Regions from separate parts of the Acanthopagrus latus genome. Here region 1 is linked to region 2. Evidence: chromatin contacts called from public Hi-C data. All regions are on one chromosome and are shown on one strand. Each heading gives the region's core, a stretch centred on a gene start, on an enhancer-like site or on the middle of the called end of the contact. The rest is flanking DNA. Distances are from core to core; before and after follow the strand shown.

Region 1 (4,775 bases), core at 775-3,274, 160 kb before region 2:
CCCCCCCCCCCCCATTTGTGAGTATGAATTCAACAGGTGACCAGTTAGTGCACAATGCATCTTTAAAGAAAAGATCTGAGTCCTTCCTTTCACTATTGGTATATAGGATCAATTCTAGGTAACCACTCCCTAACTTCAGCTCACTGTTTATGTAGTGTAGATGAAAAGATGAAAAAAAAAAAATAAAAAAAAAATAAAAAACAGATGGTAGAAAAAAATTGAAGAGGAAATCATGCAGACAAAAATCTAGACGGATAGCTGCCCTGTCATGCAGACTTGGAGGCAGCGGTAGAGTTCGTGACTGAACTGGACCGTGCTGTTCGATGTCATCAATTTAATCTGCAGCAGCACAATCCAAACCATTAAACCTGTACAGTTTTGTCTGGAGTAAAGATGTTGTGACGAGAGAGGGAAACAAAATCAAGAAGAGCATTAGATGTCTGAGCCAGAGTCAACAACCCATCCGCCAACTCTTTTTACTTCTCGCCACAGACTTGGTGTCAGAAACAACAGGCTCGACAAAATGATGATCTTTTAATAGACTGCTGCAGGATCAGATAATCCACACGAGTCAGTTGTAATGTTTAGATAATGATCGCCATTAATCTACGTTCAATAAGGCCAGTAACTGCTGGCACTGTAGCGATGATTACTTTTTCTCTTTAGGGGTTCTCCAAACTGCCACGATTAAATAAATCTATGTTCTAGTAAAACATACTGATGAAAGCATTTCAACGTTATTGCTTAACCATCAAAAAACCCAGTTATCTACATCTAAATGCATTGCAGAGTGCTTATTGTTGGAGCAATTTAGATGAACCTTAAATTACGCCTATCATAAGAACCGCACAAACCACTTCATGTGTTTACCAGCTGAGCTCTGTATCAAGGGGATAACAGAGGACAAATATGTGCTTCTGATGACTCTCAGTGCTTTTAACTGTTGCTCGTGCTTCCTGTCAGTGGAGAAGTGTCCCCAGCCAAAAAACTAAACAAAACAAAAAAATCCAACATTTGAGTTATTGCACCGCCATGTCATCCCTGGATCTTAATTTCTGTTCATGTCTCGGTGAACGATGGGACCAATAACATTTGATCAAACCATCAAAGATCCCAACTGATGAGACAAAAGCGGTTCATGACAGGCGCGGGCCGGGATATCTCAGCGGTATGCTTTTCATTTCACTTGAGGAATATGAGTTTCCTCTGTCAGATTGTCTTTAGATCCCCCTGCTCCTCCTTTTGTATTAGAAACAGGTGCGGATGACATCTGAACTTAGTAGAGAGATGATGATAAAAGCGTGCATAGAATAAATGTGCGCTTCGACTGAAAAACACAGTATTCCTCTGACAAATGAGTGAGACGGCACTTATTTAGTATTTTTTGTGTTGTAACGTTCTGGATTCTGCTCTATTAAAGGTGCTGTAGGTGAAAAATCAACACAACGGGGCTGCTGTAGACGGATCATTTCCCACTCGTGTAGGAGGGCTGCAGAGAAAAAAATATTCTCCTGTCCAATACACATAATGAGGTCATCCCCATTACAAAGCTATGCTTGTACAAGATTTTGTTAATTTGCATTTTTTAAATGAATCAATATTATGTTACACTAAACCAAAGTACACTCAGTCTACAGCCAAGACTCATTCAGTCACTGCAAATAGATCATTAACACTGCATAAATAACCGACTTATGCGTGAAATTCTCCTGTAGCCAAGACTCACATGAAAGAGAGATCAAATGACGCTCTCTCTGCTCTGAAATATATTTTGCTCTGTGAAGAGTCATGTGGAGAAAACTTGACTCTACTAACTGAAATGTTTGCTGACCTGCATTCAAAGATCACACCTCGGCTCGTGTCTTACCTTTAGCCTGATGCTGTGCACCACCTGTTTTGATGCAGCAGTAGAAAAGACCAACGATGACCATCCTCCAGGGCAGCATGACTCACTCTCACGACGATAGCCGCATGTATCGTCTGCCACTGTGTCTCTGTCTGCCTGTCAGCACCCAGGATGCTCCTCTGTTGCATTTATTCCCCTCTCTTAACTCTGCCTCCGCAGCCTCGCACAGCACCACACTGTGCACTTTCTTCATCACATCACTTATGTTCCCTCACCCCATCTGTCCTCGGGACTGTGTTCCCCCCCCTCCCTTCCATCCACATCTGATCTCTCTCTCTCTCTCTCTCTCTCTCTCTCTCTCTCTCCTCTGACTGTGCACCTCATCTCTTAAAATGCTTTCAGCAGCTTGCTTGTCACCAGGTTCACAGACAGTAAAAAAAAATCATTTTCTCATCACTCACAGGTATTGAATTGAAATCCACTGTTGTGCTAATGCAACTCAACAGTGCATCGCGTCCATCCCAGCCGCCAGAATAAATGCCTCAGTTGTTGTGGCAACGCTGCGCTGAAGGTTTCGGTTTGGTTAGGCACAAGAAACACTTGGTAAGGGTTATGAGCAGATCAACTTCTGGCAGCCAGTTTAGCGACAGCTGGAAAACGTCTCAGTGGTTGCTAAAATTAGCCAGGTTTGTCAGTTGAAACAGGAAGCAATCTGGTCTTGAACATTGTTTTTTTGCGCCCAGTCACCAGAACAAAATGTGAGCACATTTCTGCAAAGCGCTAGCATGACCGCATTTGTATGTTTCATGTTAACAATTCACCTTTCATTCATGTTTATGACCTAACTTCAATATTCATCTTGGTGGTGGAGATACAGACAGATAGCCAAGCCACTGACTGCAGTTTGAGGATGCATTTCAACATTCTGGTACAAGGTATTTTTTAGGACACTTCTGGGCCATTTCCATTCATGTTTGTTGTGATAAAACCAGGTGTTTTTGACCAGATGTTGGATCATCTCTAGCTGCATTTGAGGTGATCAAAACAGGTGTGATGTTTTCCTAACCCCAATCAAATGATTTTGATGCCTAAACCTAACAGTACGGTCACAATATAAAATTTAGACAAGTGAACCTAAGGAAACAATTAAAGAAATGTAACATATCAACATATCCATGGTTTGTAGAAACCTCTGGCAGCCCTCTCACCTGTCCCACCACAGCATCCTCCTCATCCTGAGAGGAAATACAAGTGAGGTGATAATGATTAATACTGTAGAAATGTTGATGTGACATACAATTCCAACATCTTAATCTGGCGACTTTTCTGTCCAGTCATAATTTTAGATTGAAACGATGGTATAGTTTGGTCATTATCTCTCTGCTCAGCTTGTCATGTGGAACATTTTGTGCCTGTCAGACACATATATTGTTACTTTCTTTAAAACAATGTTGTTTATGCTGGCTCCGCTCTGTGGGTTGCAGAACTGATTTGGGTGAGGGACCATGTTTATAGTCCTCTTGGAGCCCTGTTTGTGTACAAGTTAATTCTGTTTTTTTGCCAACAGCATGCTCCCTCAGTGGGCCGGAGCGTACGTGACGGTGCCAGAATGACCCCGGGCGACCAGCTCGGTTTTGTGGTCCTCAGGAGGACAGATGCGGAAAGTTCACACTCCATGAACATGAAACTGAGCTAAGTGATTATTTCCAATTATACAATGCACGCACCCCATGTTCTGGACGGAAACATAACGCAGAAACCACAAAGAAAGACTTTGTTCACTGCCTGGCACGGCACTGCCTTCTCCACAAGCCTAAGGAACACTTACCAGAAGTGCAACCATATAAAATTATTTTTATTTGTTTGAGAGCTATTTTAGCATTCATTTAGGACACGCAGTGCTGCCAACATGCGAGCACGGCACACGGTTGCATTTTCTGGAGGCCATTTCCATACATGTGGCCCTCAGGCGCCCAGATGTGTCTCCGTGGAAGTCGGAGTGGGACAAAGCTTCGCCTCAGACTCAGATGTGGCAGTCGGGCTGCTGCAGAGGAATGCGGACGCAGGCTGAGCTCAAACTGGCAGCAGAGCTGTGGCCTCTGCAAAACCTCCAAGAACTACAGCTCCAAAACTTGAACAAACACAATATTCTTTCAGTGGGCAAATTAAATGAAAATGTTATTCTAGGCCGTACCCCAAATAATTTCCTTTCTCAAATTGGTGTACTTACTGAGTGACTCAGAGGCGGATCGAGCCCGGGGTGAGTATTAGGTTTGCATTGTGATTATGTTAAATAAGAGGATGATCGTAATGGGTAATTACAATCACGAACGCTCGGTGTGCATAAAGCCCTGAACTTCACTTCACTTCACTTGAACTTCTTCCCTAATGAAGCAGGTTGGCAGTGCTGAAGAGAATCAGATTTGAGACGGGAGGACAGGACATGCCTGTGGACTGACAGCAGCTGCTACACAACAGAAAAGCCTCCAGATACTTCAAACTGTCGAATTTATAATTTATTAACTCACTTTAGGTTTAACTCTCTACAGAGTGAGCTAAAGGGGGCATGCCACTGTTTTTAAACCTGGGGCTGTATTTACATGTTTTGGTGTGTAAATGATTCATTCTGTGAAAAAGTTTTGAGGATCGGTCTGGCAGATCGCCTCAGCTGGCAGCTGTAGTGGGCTGCAGCGTAATCCTTGAGGGGAATTTCCAACCGTCACAGCTACATCCAGGAAAAATGTCTGACAGCATCACGGTAATGATGAAAAGTCTCGCGAGATTTCCTGAGTCGCCTGCTTCCCCTTGAGATCTTCAAAATCAGCTACATATTCAGCCATGACTTTAGAAATTAATGCTTGCTGGCAGTTCCTCTAGGTACAGTGAACTATGAATTCCTCATTCCAACTCCGACGTCTCTACAAGACTG
Region 2 (4,342 bases), core at 973-3,472:
CATCTCCTCGCTGAATGATCATGGGTTTGGATCCCTGTCTTGCATTAAAATCTTGGAGGCTCTCCTGCAGCCACACAGCAGCAGGAGCAGCAGCAGCCGAATCGGCAAGTGGCGAAGTAGCCTATCACCTCTGCGCGGGGGTGAGGCCGCTCCCTGACAGGCTTATGGACGCCGGACGCCATCGCTCTCGCAAGGAGCTGCACCTAAGCGCGACGCGGAGCGGCGCAAAGAGCCACGCTGCAAGAAGCAGCATCAGACTTTCTGCAAGGCCTCGGGGAGAGTGTTACACAGGAAGCGTTCCATACACACAGCAGCGAGCGAACATGGAAAGGAAACACAGCGCCGGTTGATGTGGAGAGTGTTAATGCGCCGTTTCTACACCGAGCTGCTCCCCCTGGGTGTGCTTTAAAGGTGTACTACGTAGTTTTAATCGGAGGAGAAAGATCTCCACTCACTGGTGTCTTTTTCATCTCTCTTTTCACGGTGGAATAAACTGTATAAACAACAAACTGACGTCAAATGACAACACTTTGTTTGTATGTGGCGGACCCTGCCACCTTTCCAGCTCCAAACAGTGTTCCCGGGACCTTCTTTTCCCCTGAGAACAGCTTGTTTACCCAGTTATGGAAAACAATGTTTGCATTATAACCTCATTAACGTTCTTTTCTCCAAACCTACACAGTGCCCCTTTAATATAAACACCTGCTGGCACGTACAGCTGTTTAACATCCGCTCCTAATATTTATATCTCTTTATTAATCAACCTTTATTAGTTAGGAAATAATGGCAGGAGGAAAATAGCGATGCCTCTGACCCACATCAAGGCATGGGGGCTGCATTAATGAGCCTGAGGCTCTGACAACCATTCAGCCATCAAATATCAAAAGGCCAGCTATGAGTAATGCATTACCCCGCTGAACCCGAGCACTGAGCTCCATCCCTCAAACTGATGGTTTCAAGCGGAGGGTGACAACCCGCCCGTTCATTTTTTTTTTTCGAGAAGCGGATTCACAACCAAACGCTTTCATCAGGCTGCACATTCAGAACAGTTCGGGACTCGTCCTGCGGAGCAGGAAGACATAATTTCTCCTCCAGAGATCAATTATTTCCTCCAGTGCAACTCAGAGACTTGGAGAAAGTTCAGACTCTGGAGCACTTTGCACCGAGCACTATTCTGATTTCACTGCTCATCCTGTAAAATAAAAAACAAAAATGACCCCTCCTGCTGCAGGGAACATGACTAGAATATGTGGAAACAGTGTGTGATCACAACCTCGTGAACTCCCCAGAAAGCAAGTGTCTGCAGGAGACAGGAATGTAGTGATTACTAAGTTTCTGGCAAGCAGAAGAAGTAAAAGAACACCAGGAAGACTCACTGCATCATAATATCGATTCTCCTGGTGATCTGATAATCACCCTCAGGGGCTGACTGGTTTTTATTAACGACAGGCTCTCAGTGCCAGGTGCTGCCGGTGCACTGACACACTGCTCATTCAGAGTTACGGCATCAAGATAAATGAATGAATGAACGAATGAGAGAGCAGGTCGGTGATGCCATGCTGTGGTGTAGAGCGGATCAGAGACACACAGTGGGGACAGCGGTGTTAGTAACACGGGGGGGCTGGACCTCATTCATTCATCCCAACAAGTACCTGTCATCGTAGCAGAAATCGGCGCCCAGAGTGTTGACATACAGGACCAGAGCCACGGCGCCGCACAGCAATTCTGCGAACATTTCTCTGTCTCGCACACACGCGGAGGGTGGGGGGGAAGTAATGAAAAAAAATAAAAAATAATAATGATATTTAAAAAATGAAATAAATAAAATCAAAACAAAAGAGATGCGAAGCGAGACAGAGAGAAGGCAGCAGCGAGTCCCCGATCTCCCTCTTCAGTCCCCGTCTTTGTCAGGATGTCTCCGCGAAAACAAGTCCGGCTCCCCCCCCATCATCCTCCTCGCTGAAGTGCACAAAGTGGATAATCCATAAGGTCGCTCCTCGTCCTGTCCTCTCCTCTGCCCGGTCCTCTGTCTCTAACCCATGTTGAGTGGGAGCTGTTTTATCCTGCTGGGAGTTGGACAGGAAATAAAGGACGAGCGGCGTTCAGTGGATGTGTGACAGCAGCAGCAGCAGCAGCAGCAGCAGCGGCAGCGTTCAGCACGCCTTCCCTCCCGACACACAGGAGGAGGATCAGCGCTCTGATGCTCAGCGGCCGCTGCCGGATCAACGACGTGAGCCACACCGACGTCAAGACAGCCTCGATGACGTGCGCCACTTCCGGCAGGACTTTCACAATAAGGCACGTTCATAGCGCTCACACGATTTGGGCGACACATGGTGAGATGAGAACGTTTTCGTCTGGTTTCATGACATTTAAACATTCTTTTAACCGCATCAGGACGAAAAACAAAACAAAACAAAAGCGTTTTTTGCAATGTATGCATGTGGATTTCCTATTACCTCTGCCATGTGCACCTTATACCTTTCAGCGAAAGGTTGCCAATCAATCACCCAGCAGCATAATTTGATATTCAACGTGTAGTGAAGATAATACAAATATTTATATATATTTATGTCAGAAACTGATTTTTTTTCTACCATAAATTAAGATAACTTTAGATTACATGTTCTTCATCTTCTACAGGGGAAATCCATTTTGCCCAGGTCAGCACATTACAAATACGCACAACATATATACATATGATATCACTTTTTAATCCATGATTTTAAAAGGTAAATCACCCTTAAAGATGTCCTTTACAATGTAGTTGTACATTTATGCTTTAATTTTGGTATGTACCTGCCTCACTTCCGCCTCTGCTCCTGCTGTCTCTGGGTCGTTGACGCAGCCAAGATCCATGTGGTGAGGGAGATTTGAAGCGCATGCGCGCTGCGCCACCGACGGAGATGGGGATAAATCACAGCACATGATGCTGAGATCAGTTGGTTAAGGGTCACTTGCTACCACTAACAGCAGTCCAAAATGTGGAGGTGGTCCTCGCTGTGACGTTCAAGGACATCCCGGAGTCGTTCAGGTGGGTGCTGTGGACTCTCTGAGCGGAATCCTGCATATTTGATTTATTTTCACCATTATCTCCTTCCCTTGGGGTTACACTGCGATTAGTGGAATATGATTTCAAACAGTAATGTCATTCTGATCACCAACCAAATACGGCACATCATGATATAGGCTGATATGTATATATCTTTGTCTTCAATTAGATGCATAATGATTAAAACAGGAGGCTAGAGAGTATAACAGCAGTGTGAAATCATCCAGTGTGCTGAGGATGATTTAAGTGAACGTTCATCAGGCCTTCAGTACTAATCTGGCTCCAAAAAACTGAATGTAAATGCAGAAAACAGTAGTTATGCATTGCATTTCAAGTTTTTTTTTCTTTTACTTCTGTTTATTGATAAAGAGAGAACAGTTGTTTGTTTGTTTTTAAGTTTCTTAACAGTTTGCTTTTCATCCAAAAATCATAGTTTTGTGAGTGGTGTCTGTCAGAGCAGAGACCTCCTCAGTCAAAAACACTGGCTGTCTTTCAGATTAAATCTCAAAGGGACGAGACCTTTTTTAGGTGACATGTGCGTCACACTGGCTACTGGCAGTCTCTTCGGTGTGTCACTATAGTGATTGTTTTCCAGTGATTTAGCTTTGAGCAGGCTGAAAGATGAGTGCACAGATCAGCTGACCCCACAGCGGCCAGTAGAGGGCTCACAGTGCATGATGTCTGTGGGGACGGACATTACTTCAGCCTCTGTTGTACCAACTTGATCGTCCTTAATGAAAAATAAGACTGCTTGAGTTGATGAGGGATGATTATCCCATCAGTCCAAAATGGCCCATTTAAAATACTAATAGAATAAAATAACACAAGTGTTCTTTTCCATGATGAGTGCAATGTCTGGTAGTTATTATACTTTTCTAGATTGGATCTTTTATCATCAATTTTAGGATGAACAACGCATTTTAATTTCCAAAATCAATAAGCAGCTTATTAGAGCGAGAGTTCTTTATGTTCCTGGCCGTTAAAATGTTCCTGGACTCGTCTCCACAGAGGATATTACACAATATAAAGATGTAAGACGGCAGCGGCGAGGCGAGGGGGGGAAATAAAAGTGCTTCACAGACAAAGCAAGTAGCCTGGCCCACTGCATATTGATTCAGAGTTGTTTCAATAGACAGGCCCCCATCTGTCGGAGCAGACTTCAATGTAGCCTTTCACAGGACAACAGCAGGACACTTCCATGTAACACATTTCAGGAATTAATTAGACTGATCTGAGTGGCCGACACAACACTTTTGCTTCTTAGATTAAATGTCCAAAAATGAATGACTT

What was found. A called contact is a pair of places that touch in the nucleus more often than the background predicts.
Region 1: a contact with region 2 is called in a Hi-C map of muscle, with 4 times the contacts expected there. The contact joins the promoter of LOC119023738 here to the promoter of tmtc2b in region 2. A contact is called at or near these places in 2 of 4 Hi-C or Micro-C datasets (both in muscle).

The regions. Positions count from the first base shown.
Region 1 is chr8:22,033,236-22,038,010 of fAcaLat1.1, reverse strand. LOC119023738 (protein FAM180A-like) reads right to left here and starts at 2,024. Exons shown (of 3, transcript XM_037105847.1): 1 at 1,868-2,024. The coding sequence starts at 1,946.
Region 2 is chr8:21,870,349-21,874,690 of fAcaLat1.1, reverse strand. tmtc2b (protein O-mannosyl-transferase TMTC2) reads right to left here and starts at 2,222. Exons shown (of 12, transcript XM_037108227.1): 1 at 1,653-2,222. The coding sequence starts at 1,735.